2 separate regions of the Zea mays genome follow, and region 1 is linked to region 2. A link is a contact called in public Hi-C data. All regions are on one chromosome and are shown on one strand. Each heading gives the region's core, a stretch centred on a gene start, on an enhancer-like site or on the middle of the called end of the contact. The rest is flanking DNA. Distances are from core to core; before and after follow the strand shown.

What was found. A called contact is a pair of places that touch in the nucleus more often than the background predicts.
Region 1: a contact with region 2 is called in a Hi-C map of ear, with 1.9 times the contacts expected there. The contact joins the promoter of LOC100274724 here to the enhancer-like site in region 2. A contact is called at or near these places in 8 of 25 Hi-C or Micro-C datasets (bundle sheath, ear, endosperm and 2 more).

What each region holds. Positions count from the first base shown.
Region 1 is chr9:103,289,234-103,293,388 of Zm-B73-REFERENCE-NAM-5.0, reverse strand. It overlaps LOC100274724, which reads right to left and starts at 2,481. Exons shown (of 1, transcript NM_001151649.3): 1 at 1,770-2,481. The coding sequence starts at 2,367. The coding sequence ends at 2,008. LOC103638763 reads left to right here. Exons shown (of 1, transcript XM_008661582.4): 1 at 1-500. The coding sequence ends at 263.
Region 2 is chr9:103,203,833-103,208,575 of Zm-B73-REFERENCE-NAM-5.0, reverse strand. No RefSeq gene overlaps it. Among protein-coding and RNA genes, the nearest start is that of LOC100274724, 85 kb to the left of the region's middle. Within about 2 kb of position 2,050, at least 15 of the 20 cell types and tissues checked have an H3K27ac peak or open chromatin away from gene starts, as enhancers often do. A contact at or near this core is called in bundle sheath, ear, endosperm and 2 more, where this site is marked.

The DNA of each region.
Region 1 (4,155 bases), core at 1,232-3,731, 84 kb before region 2:
CGACCCCATACGTCTTCCTAGGCCTGGCCTTCATGATGTGCGTCATCGCGACGGCTCTGCTCGTGCTCATCTGCACGCGCAAGAAGGCGTCGTCCTCGCGGCGGCGGGATGATGGGGCGGCCGACGAGAGGGCGGCGCTCGCGCCGCTGGACCGCGAGCCCAAGGTCGTCGTCTTCATGCCCGGCGACCGCGCGCAGCCGTCCTTCCTCGCCAGCGTCAAGCCGCTCGGCGGCGGCGGTGATGATGGCACGGCGGCAGCGTAGCCGCCAGAGGGGGAGAGAGGAGGACAAAAGAGGCCAGCCCCGCGCGCGTCGAACTCGAACCGAGCCGAGCCGAGCCGGCGACGCGGGGACAATTTTGTGGATAGATATTAGATAGTAATAGTATGAGTGTGTATTTTTGAGACGGAGTTTGGTTTGGCTCAAAAGATCCCATGCATCTTCAATAAACGCGTGCGGCCTTTTGGTTTGGCTGCGTGTGCGCGTTCAGGTTGGATCCAATCGATTTGGCTTAGAAGTTAGAACTCTGCACGACTGCTATCTCTTGTGCTGCATCATCGACGACGACCATGCTTTGTTCGTCGGCACACACGCCGTCACAGCGACGAGGAGCCTCGCCGGCGGCAGGTGTTTCAGTAGTGGTAGTGGCAGGTTATTACCGCAAGGGAAACGAATTTGCAGTAGCTAGCTAGATTGGTGCAAAGATGTGCTCCAAATGTAAAAAGGGCGCCCAGGCCCGGCGGCCTGACGACAGCTGAGCTGCACCTGCACGTCGAACCGAGAGGCCGGAATCGCCGCCGGCGTATTCTCGAGGGCGCAGGCTTTTCGTGGCACCCAGATCTGTCGACGGCGAGCCACCGTCAGGCTCATCAATGCAACATCTGATCCGCGTGGCGGTGCATGCGTCGCCGGTATACATGTGTAGTACACGAAGCTGAATAATATTAATAATCGATCGAGCCGAGTACGACCTGCCATTGTAGTATATCAATGCTGGCCGGTCGATTTACATATCGGTTTTTTTTTTCTTCTATAATCAAACTTGTTCGATTATATGTCGTTAAGTACTCTCGAAACATGTAAATCCCCTAGTTAGGTACTCGACCTTGTTCCCTATTTAATTAGGTACTCAAACTTATTTTGTTATGTACTAGTCCTATTCTCTAAAATCGAAAATCACATGCATAGGTCGCAAATTTCTACTCGTGTCTCACAGCCCGTTCAAACAGGTCCGACTTGTACTTCTTTCTATTCGTGTGATATACACCGATCTGTATCGCTCACATGTGAGGTCCATGGTCCATCTCTCCTCCCTCTCCATGAGAAAAAAAAACATGCCAAGACATAGAAAGGATTAGCATGCCAATTGCCAAAGGTGTAAAAAAAAGGTTCACGAAAGAAGAGTGGGCTCAGGTCCACTCGTCTTTGGCGTATCCGTCCGAGCTACCAGCAAGCAGGGCCCACTGAGATCTAGGCCCCTCACCGGGTGAGCAATGCAACAAGCATCCATCGGCATGGATGGCTCGAGCGGGGCCGCGGCGCCGCCACAAACACACACCTGAGCTACCATATCAGCATACCGTACTGGTTGTGCTGTGCAACGGCAGGTAAGGTTGCCGCACAAAAGATCGCGTCGTGCAGAATTGTAAGGCAAATATCGATTGGATCCAATCTGAAGTGTACGAACTGATCGAACGCGCAGCCAAACCAAAAATAAAGGTCCCACGCGTTTCCGGAAGCTGGGAGCATTTGCCGAAACAAACCAAACCAAACCAAACCAAACCAAACATTCGTTTTCGCTGATTTCAAAAGGCGCGCCGCCCCTCATAGTCTCAGATTCTCATGTGGGAAGGGGACAAAAAAAACCTATTCATAAAATTGACCGCGTGTCTCCGGCTCGGCGTCCGCGACGCGCGCGCGCACAGACACACACACTACCACCGCGCCGCGCCGTCACCGCCGGGGTAGCCCCTCGATGTCGTCAGTCGCCGTTTCCGATCCCTCCAGGCTACACTGCCGCCGCGCCGTCGCCGCCGAGCGGCTTGGCGCTGGCGACGAAGGACGGTGCGTCGTGGTCGCCTGGCATGAACACAACGACCTTGGGCTCGCGGTGCAGCGGGTCGAGGGCCCGCGCCGCCGCCGCCGCCTCGGCCGCCGCCTTCTCGTCGGCCCCCTGCGGCGAGGACGACGGCAGCTTCTTGCGCATGCAGATGAGCACGGCGAGCGCCACCGCGACGACGCCCATCATGAAGGAGAGCGCCAGGAAGATGTAGGGTGTCGGCGTCCTCCATGGGCTCGGCGGGGGCCCGCCGGCGCCGCCCATGAGCTTCACCCAAACACCACCTGATCCAACTCTCTCCGGCCTCATCTTTTCTCTCTTTCTCTATATATATTTCTTCTATATGTCGTCGTCTAGCACTAGCAGCACAGCGAAGGAACCTCTAGCTATTGGCTTGCTTTCTGAGATCTTGGGTGGAATGGCGACTGGTGTTGAGAGGGGAGGTATATATATATATATAGAAAGGGGGAGTGGGCTAGTGGCGGGGGGCGGGGACGTCAGTGGAGAAAAGAAGCCGCTTCCAGTTCGCTTTGCCTTGCTGCCTGGCCTGGCCCTGGCCAGGTGAGATCGTGATCAGGTCAGGTGCTGTGGTGATGGTGGTGGTCGCCAGCCAGCTGCCGCGTCCGCACGCTGCAAAAGGGGAGAGGAAGAGGGCGGGTGCAGATTGGCTGGAGGGTTAGCCGCCACCGGGTTTGTACGGGCTGTACTGGGTGCTGTCTGTGTACACCAGCACCAGGGAATGCATGGTATTATTGGTATACTCCACTCGTTTCTTTTTATTTGTCGCTGGATAGTGTAATTTTGCACTATCCAGCGACAAATAAAAAGAAACGGAGGGAGTACAATTCTAGTACATTCCCTTCGTTCCAATATTAATACTTCATTTCTGCTGATGCATCTGCATATATACACGCTAAAAAAATATATTTCTTGTCTTTACCTAGATATAACGCACATTTTTTTAATGGATTGGAGGATGTTACGCGTGAGAGTCTACTAGTACTAATTTTTATACTAGTACTATACTACTATATTATGGTACGACCGTACGGGGTCGGATGTCTGTCTGTTTGACTAAGAATATAGAGAGATTATCTGTACAGCCTAAATTCTGACTATGACCCGACAATGGACTTTGGACGGATGTCTGTTTGAATATAGGAATATATTGAAAGGTGATTTTTAAACTTTGGACTTTGGACGGATGCCGCAGATTTTTATTTTTTTTGCGGTGAGATGCGGATATTCGACTACGCATATATAGTATAGGGATGGGGATGCGTGCATGGCGAGAGAGTGCGTTCATTCATTGAACCTAGCCAGGCGTCCAGCCCAGCTTGCGGTCGCGGGACCTCCCGATCAGACGGCCGAGATCGACGTGGGTCGGAGACGATCGATGCAGAGACATCCAACTCCAGTCCGCGGCGGATCGATGGACTGGCTCAGGCTGGCCGGCAGACAGCAGAGGCAGAGCGGGCAAATGCAGCTGGTGGTGGCGTGCGTTTCCGAGTCGCGGCGCGCGCGCATCCCGCATTCAATGCCACCGCAAACGCGTCCCCGCACGAGCGATCGAGCGATGGATTGATATGCATGCATTGCGTCGGTGATGACTCAGCGAGCCCCGTCGCCGAGTAGCTGGAGAACAGCACCAATTCCTCCACATTAATTCCAGCTGTGAGAACAGATCTCAGCTTATTCGGTGGATCAGAGAGAATTAAATTAATTTCTATTCAATTTCCTAACGGAACAAACTCTAAATAGGAAGTGATTTAATCCCTCTCAATCCTCAACCGAACAAGATCTAAGGACTTGGTCGATTGAAGGGGATTAAAGTGGATTAAATCTCTTCCTATCCAAAATTAAATAGAAAGGGACTCCAGGCTTGTTTGGTTTGATGCTTAACTTGCCACACTTTGCCTAACTTTTCTGTCTAAAGTTAGTTCTTCAAATCGAACGACTAACCTTAGTCAAAGTGTGTCACATTTAGCCACGAACCAAACAACCCCTCAATCTCCTTCGATTTTCTTAAAAACGTAACAAGGCCTACAAGGGCGTTTGATTCCACCAAAGTAAAGTTTAGTTCCTGTAACGTCGAAT
Region 2 (4,743 bases), core at 801-3,300:
TCTAGTTCTTACAATTCTATACTTTCTAGTTTATTTTCTTTGGTTATGTATGTGTAATAATGTAAGATCATTCAATTTCAGTAAGTCTTCCTATTATTGATGACAACAACCCAAATAATTAATGAATTGCTCACTACTACTAAGATCTACCATTTTCTTGATTAGGTAACAACTTGTTTAAGTCAATTTTAAGTTAAATTGCAATTGTTGTATTCACATGAAGTTTGTATATGCCATTATCTATATATTTGTGTGATTTAATTATTTTAATCGGTATAAATAATTTTTAGTGTTATATTCGGCCCTACCCTTAAAGAGATTCTAGCTCCGCCACTAATCTTTTGAACTTTTTATTATTGTCACAATCGATCCTCAACGCCTTGCATCTATTATATAAACCATGAAATATGTTGCACAACACTATACCATGTCATAGTTAGTTTCAATACTACACTAATCATCTTGAGAGGACGGTTTCACACCACCAGACGTGGGTAAATCAAACCAGTACGTCCACAGGAGCGTACGCACGCAAATACGCAACGGACCGGAATGAAGAGATAGCCGGCCGGGTGTAGTTGGTTGCGACACGTACGTACGTTTGCGTAGACTTTGTGCACCGATTTTTATCGTGCTAATACTCCGCAAAACAAGGGCCCATATAAAGTTTAGCTGCAATTAGTTTATTTTTCGAATAAAGCTCGCCCTTAGATTTTTGTCTAAGTGTTCTGAATGTGAAGTACTGAAGTTATTGCAAATAAAGTTAGCGACTTTCGCTCCACTTGTACGGTCCACGAGTCAATGTGTGCGACCATTTGTTTGTACTCCTGCTGCGGCCCTCCAGCAGGGTCCTTTAATTTCATTTCTTTTTTTTTTGTCTCCAAAAGTATTTTTCTTTTTGGCTACTACGTATACTTATCCGCCTGTACTTGTTGGTTCGTGTGGCACCTGGTTTCTGTGGCTCAGTGGCAGTCTGGCAGGGGTCAGATCAGTCACTCAAATCCACCATCAAGAATCTCGGCCAGACCGCTTGTATATGACATTATAACAATGGTGCTATTATAAGAGGGTGTTTGGTTGCTCCTGTTAAAGTTTAGTTCGGGTCACATCAAGCGTTTGACTTTTAAATAGGAGTATGAAATATAGACCCAACCAACTGGACTAGATTCGTCTCGTCTTTTAATCTTCGGCTAACAAATTAGTTTTATAATCCGACTACATTTAATACCCGGAACGGAGGTTCAAACATTCGATGGGACAGGGGCTAAATTTTAGCATGGTGTAACCAAACACCCCCTAAATAAAAATTTTCTGAAGACACACACAACATGTTGCTAAAGGTGATGAATCGAATCCATGCAAATAACTACTACATACTTTTTCGAATATTTATCATTTATTAGTTTATTTTTACAGTAGAAATATGTAAAAAAATAATTAAGTTTGTTTTGTGCATGGCGCGCGCTCGCACCATTGCGTGCATCCCGCTTATGTAATGCAATGGGGTGTTTAATTTTTAGGGACAAAATTTCAGTCTTCCTATTTTATTTTATAGTAGTCTCTAAATTAATAAATACATAAACTAAAATCCTATTATAACTTTTGTATTTAACAATTTAGAAATTAAAATAAAATAAAATGAAAGAACTAAAAATTAGTTCCTAAAAACCAAACATCCTCTAATTAATTCTAGCCGATCCATGCCGAACTATATATCCACATACAACTATAGCAAGCTAGAGAGCGCTTTAGCTAGTAAAGGTGCCTTGACGACAGCGTTTTCTTTGATTTGATGAACACCAAATTAATATTCGTCAGGATAACTCAGTTATAGCTGCAGCAGGGACGTCAGAAGGATTCGAGACGATCGATGAACGAGTTCTTCCCCGCCTATGTAGTACATAGGAAAAAGAAAAGGCGGGAAAGAAAGCGGGGGAGAATAATCGAGAGGCCTAAGATTAATAGCGCGCGGTGGCCATATGATAATGCGCGCGAGTCCGTCCATCAACAAAATCCACGCGCGTGGGCCCGGCGTGCCCGCCGCTACTTTCTAAAAGCAGGCGCTCTCGGTGCGGTGCGGCTAGCCTGGAAGCGGCGCCTCGAGCGCGCAGAGGGTCGACGACGACGTCGTCGTCGTCACGCTAGCTTGTCGTCGGAAAGGACCGTCCGTCCTCTCCACTATCGATCGATCTCAACCAAGCTAGTAGTCACCATGCATATATGTGTATGTTCTCACCTGGCTAGAAAGCCAACACTAGGGCTGGAAAAAAGGCTCGAGCTCGACGAGCTAGCTCGGGCTCGCAGCAGCTCGGCTCGGCTCGGACCGGCTCGACGCTCCGAACGAGCCCGAGCCGAGCCTGTTTTTATGGCTCGTGAAAAGAGCGAGCCAGCTCGGCTCGGCTCGGTGCAGCTCGCGAGCTGGCTCGTGGCTCGACCCAACAACAATTTGTTACATAAAATCTTAATTAGCATATAATATTAATACTGAGCAGGCAATTAATTTATGTTATTTGAGATTACTATACAAAAATAATCTATTTTATATATTATATTAGTGATATATCTATTTTACTAATTTAAAATATGTTATTTAAAATATTTTTAAGATTTTATATTATAATTTAGAGAGCAGATTTAATTTTATGCCTAGGCTCGTTGGCTCGGTGAGCCGGCTCGCGAGCCAGGAGCGAGCCGAGCCGAGCCGCTTTTTCGAGCTCGTGAGATGGGCGAGCCGAGCCGAGCTCGGCTCGTTACATGAGCGAGCCGCAACGAGCCGAGCCGAGCCGAGCTCGGCTCGGCTCGTTTCCACCCCTAGCCAACACGTAGGCATAGTTACATGTTATCGCGAAAAAACCGATTTTTTTTGTATTTTAGTCTTCTTTTTAATTTTTTTAGGATTAGACCACTAGACGACTTTATGTCGTTTTTGTACCCTATACTCGGTGCCATAGATCATGGCACCGAGACAACACATCTCGGCGCAATAGATCTTGGCGCCGAGGTAGCTAACGTGGCAGCCCACGACCATCTAACTCGACGCCATATATCTTATCTTAGGGTCGAGCTAGGATTTATGCTCAAGCACCATTTCCTTTCTCCATTCTCTCCTTTTCTTCTCACGCCAGGCCGCCTCGCCGCCGCACCGCTACTGACCGCCGGCCCACACCCACAGGTGCCGCCCGCGCGGCCTGCTCATCGGACCGCTGCCGTGTTCCACGCACCGCCACCGCAAGGTAAGGGGCATTTCTTTAGTAATTAGTTAGTATTTCTTTAGTATTTAGTTAGTATTTACTTAGTTTAGTAGTTAGTGGTTAGTTAGTGTTTAACATTTAGTTAGTACTCCCTCCGGTGCAGTAAAGGAAGTCATCCTGCGCGTGACTGAGCGTGCACAAAAGAAGTCGTAGCGCGCGTGGGTCTGGGATTTGGACGTCACTGCCCCTGAGTAATTGCATCGGGAAAAAAAGATGCGCTCAAGAGAAATCAAGCTTGAGACCTCTAGTCTAGAATGCCTCGGGAAGTGCGGCAGCAACCAATCGAGCCTGATTGTTTTGGTGACATCAATGCACCCATATCCTTATTTAATAAGGGCAAACAGGGAAAACTCCATGATAATTAATCACTCCTTGGTATGCACAATCATGTCCTAAACGACTACCTTTACTGCACCAGAGGGAGTATTTAGTTTAGTATTTAGTGTTTAGTATTTTAGTATTTAGTTAGCTCATGTTCACTTGGTTTAATGTATAGTTAGTTAGCTATTTACTTGTTAGTATATATAGTTAGCTAGGTATTTAGTTGTTAGTATATAAAGTTAGCTAGCTATTTACATCTGAGTATATTTAGTCCTTGTATATGTCAGCCATAATGTTGTTATCTCAGTTGTTGAGTGTGCATGTCAGCCATCTCGTTGTTCATTTCTCTGTAGGTTTTAGAAACTTCACCGTATATGGGAGGTGCTACTGAATTTTTTTACTGGAAGTAATATGTTGTTTTTGTAGTTACGAGGCCGTCCGACTCCACCCTCTGCCACAGGTAGCTTGTCACCATCGGGACCTCAGGTATACCCTGTTTTCGTACATCATTCGTAGATTATGTATTTCTGTTTGTTGTGGTCATTTAATAGTTAGTATATAGTTATTAGTTAGTAAGTACCTAATACTAATTTATTACTTAGTAAATATTTAGGCATTAGTAGATTAGTAGATGGGGATAGTAATAAGTTAGGCATTAGTTGATAGTGTTAGTCAGGTACCATCTTTAATGGTTATTGAGTTATGAATCCGTGTTTGCAATAGATGGACACCCTAGTGACACTATACCATGGAGGAAGCGTGGAGAGAAGATGTTTATGGGAATGTTAGTTTTGATGGAATGAAGAAGGTGACTGTGATGTTCGATGAAAGACTCTCTTTTGGCCAAATTTTTGCTAGAGCTTGTGAGGAGATTAGTTGCAATTTAAACGACCCTGGTATATCAATTGAAGGTTTATTGTCCCATGTTGCATCTGGGACAATATTTCGACGGTTGATCTCCATTGGCTCTGAAGATGACTGGGTGAAATATGTCAATACCCGTGATGACAATTGTTCCTCCATATTTGGATGTGGTCGTTCGGAAGTTATTATTTGATCATTGCGATGCTCTAGTAGGGTTATCTACACAAATGCCAAATGCATCTCCTTGTGAAGCTCCTTTGCCTGAGCTTCCGAAACAAGTGGTTGTTGTGTCGGATGCTCAATCGAC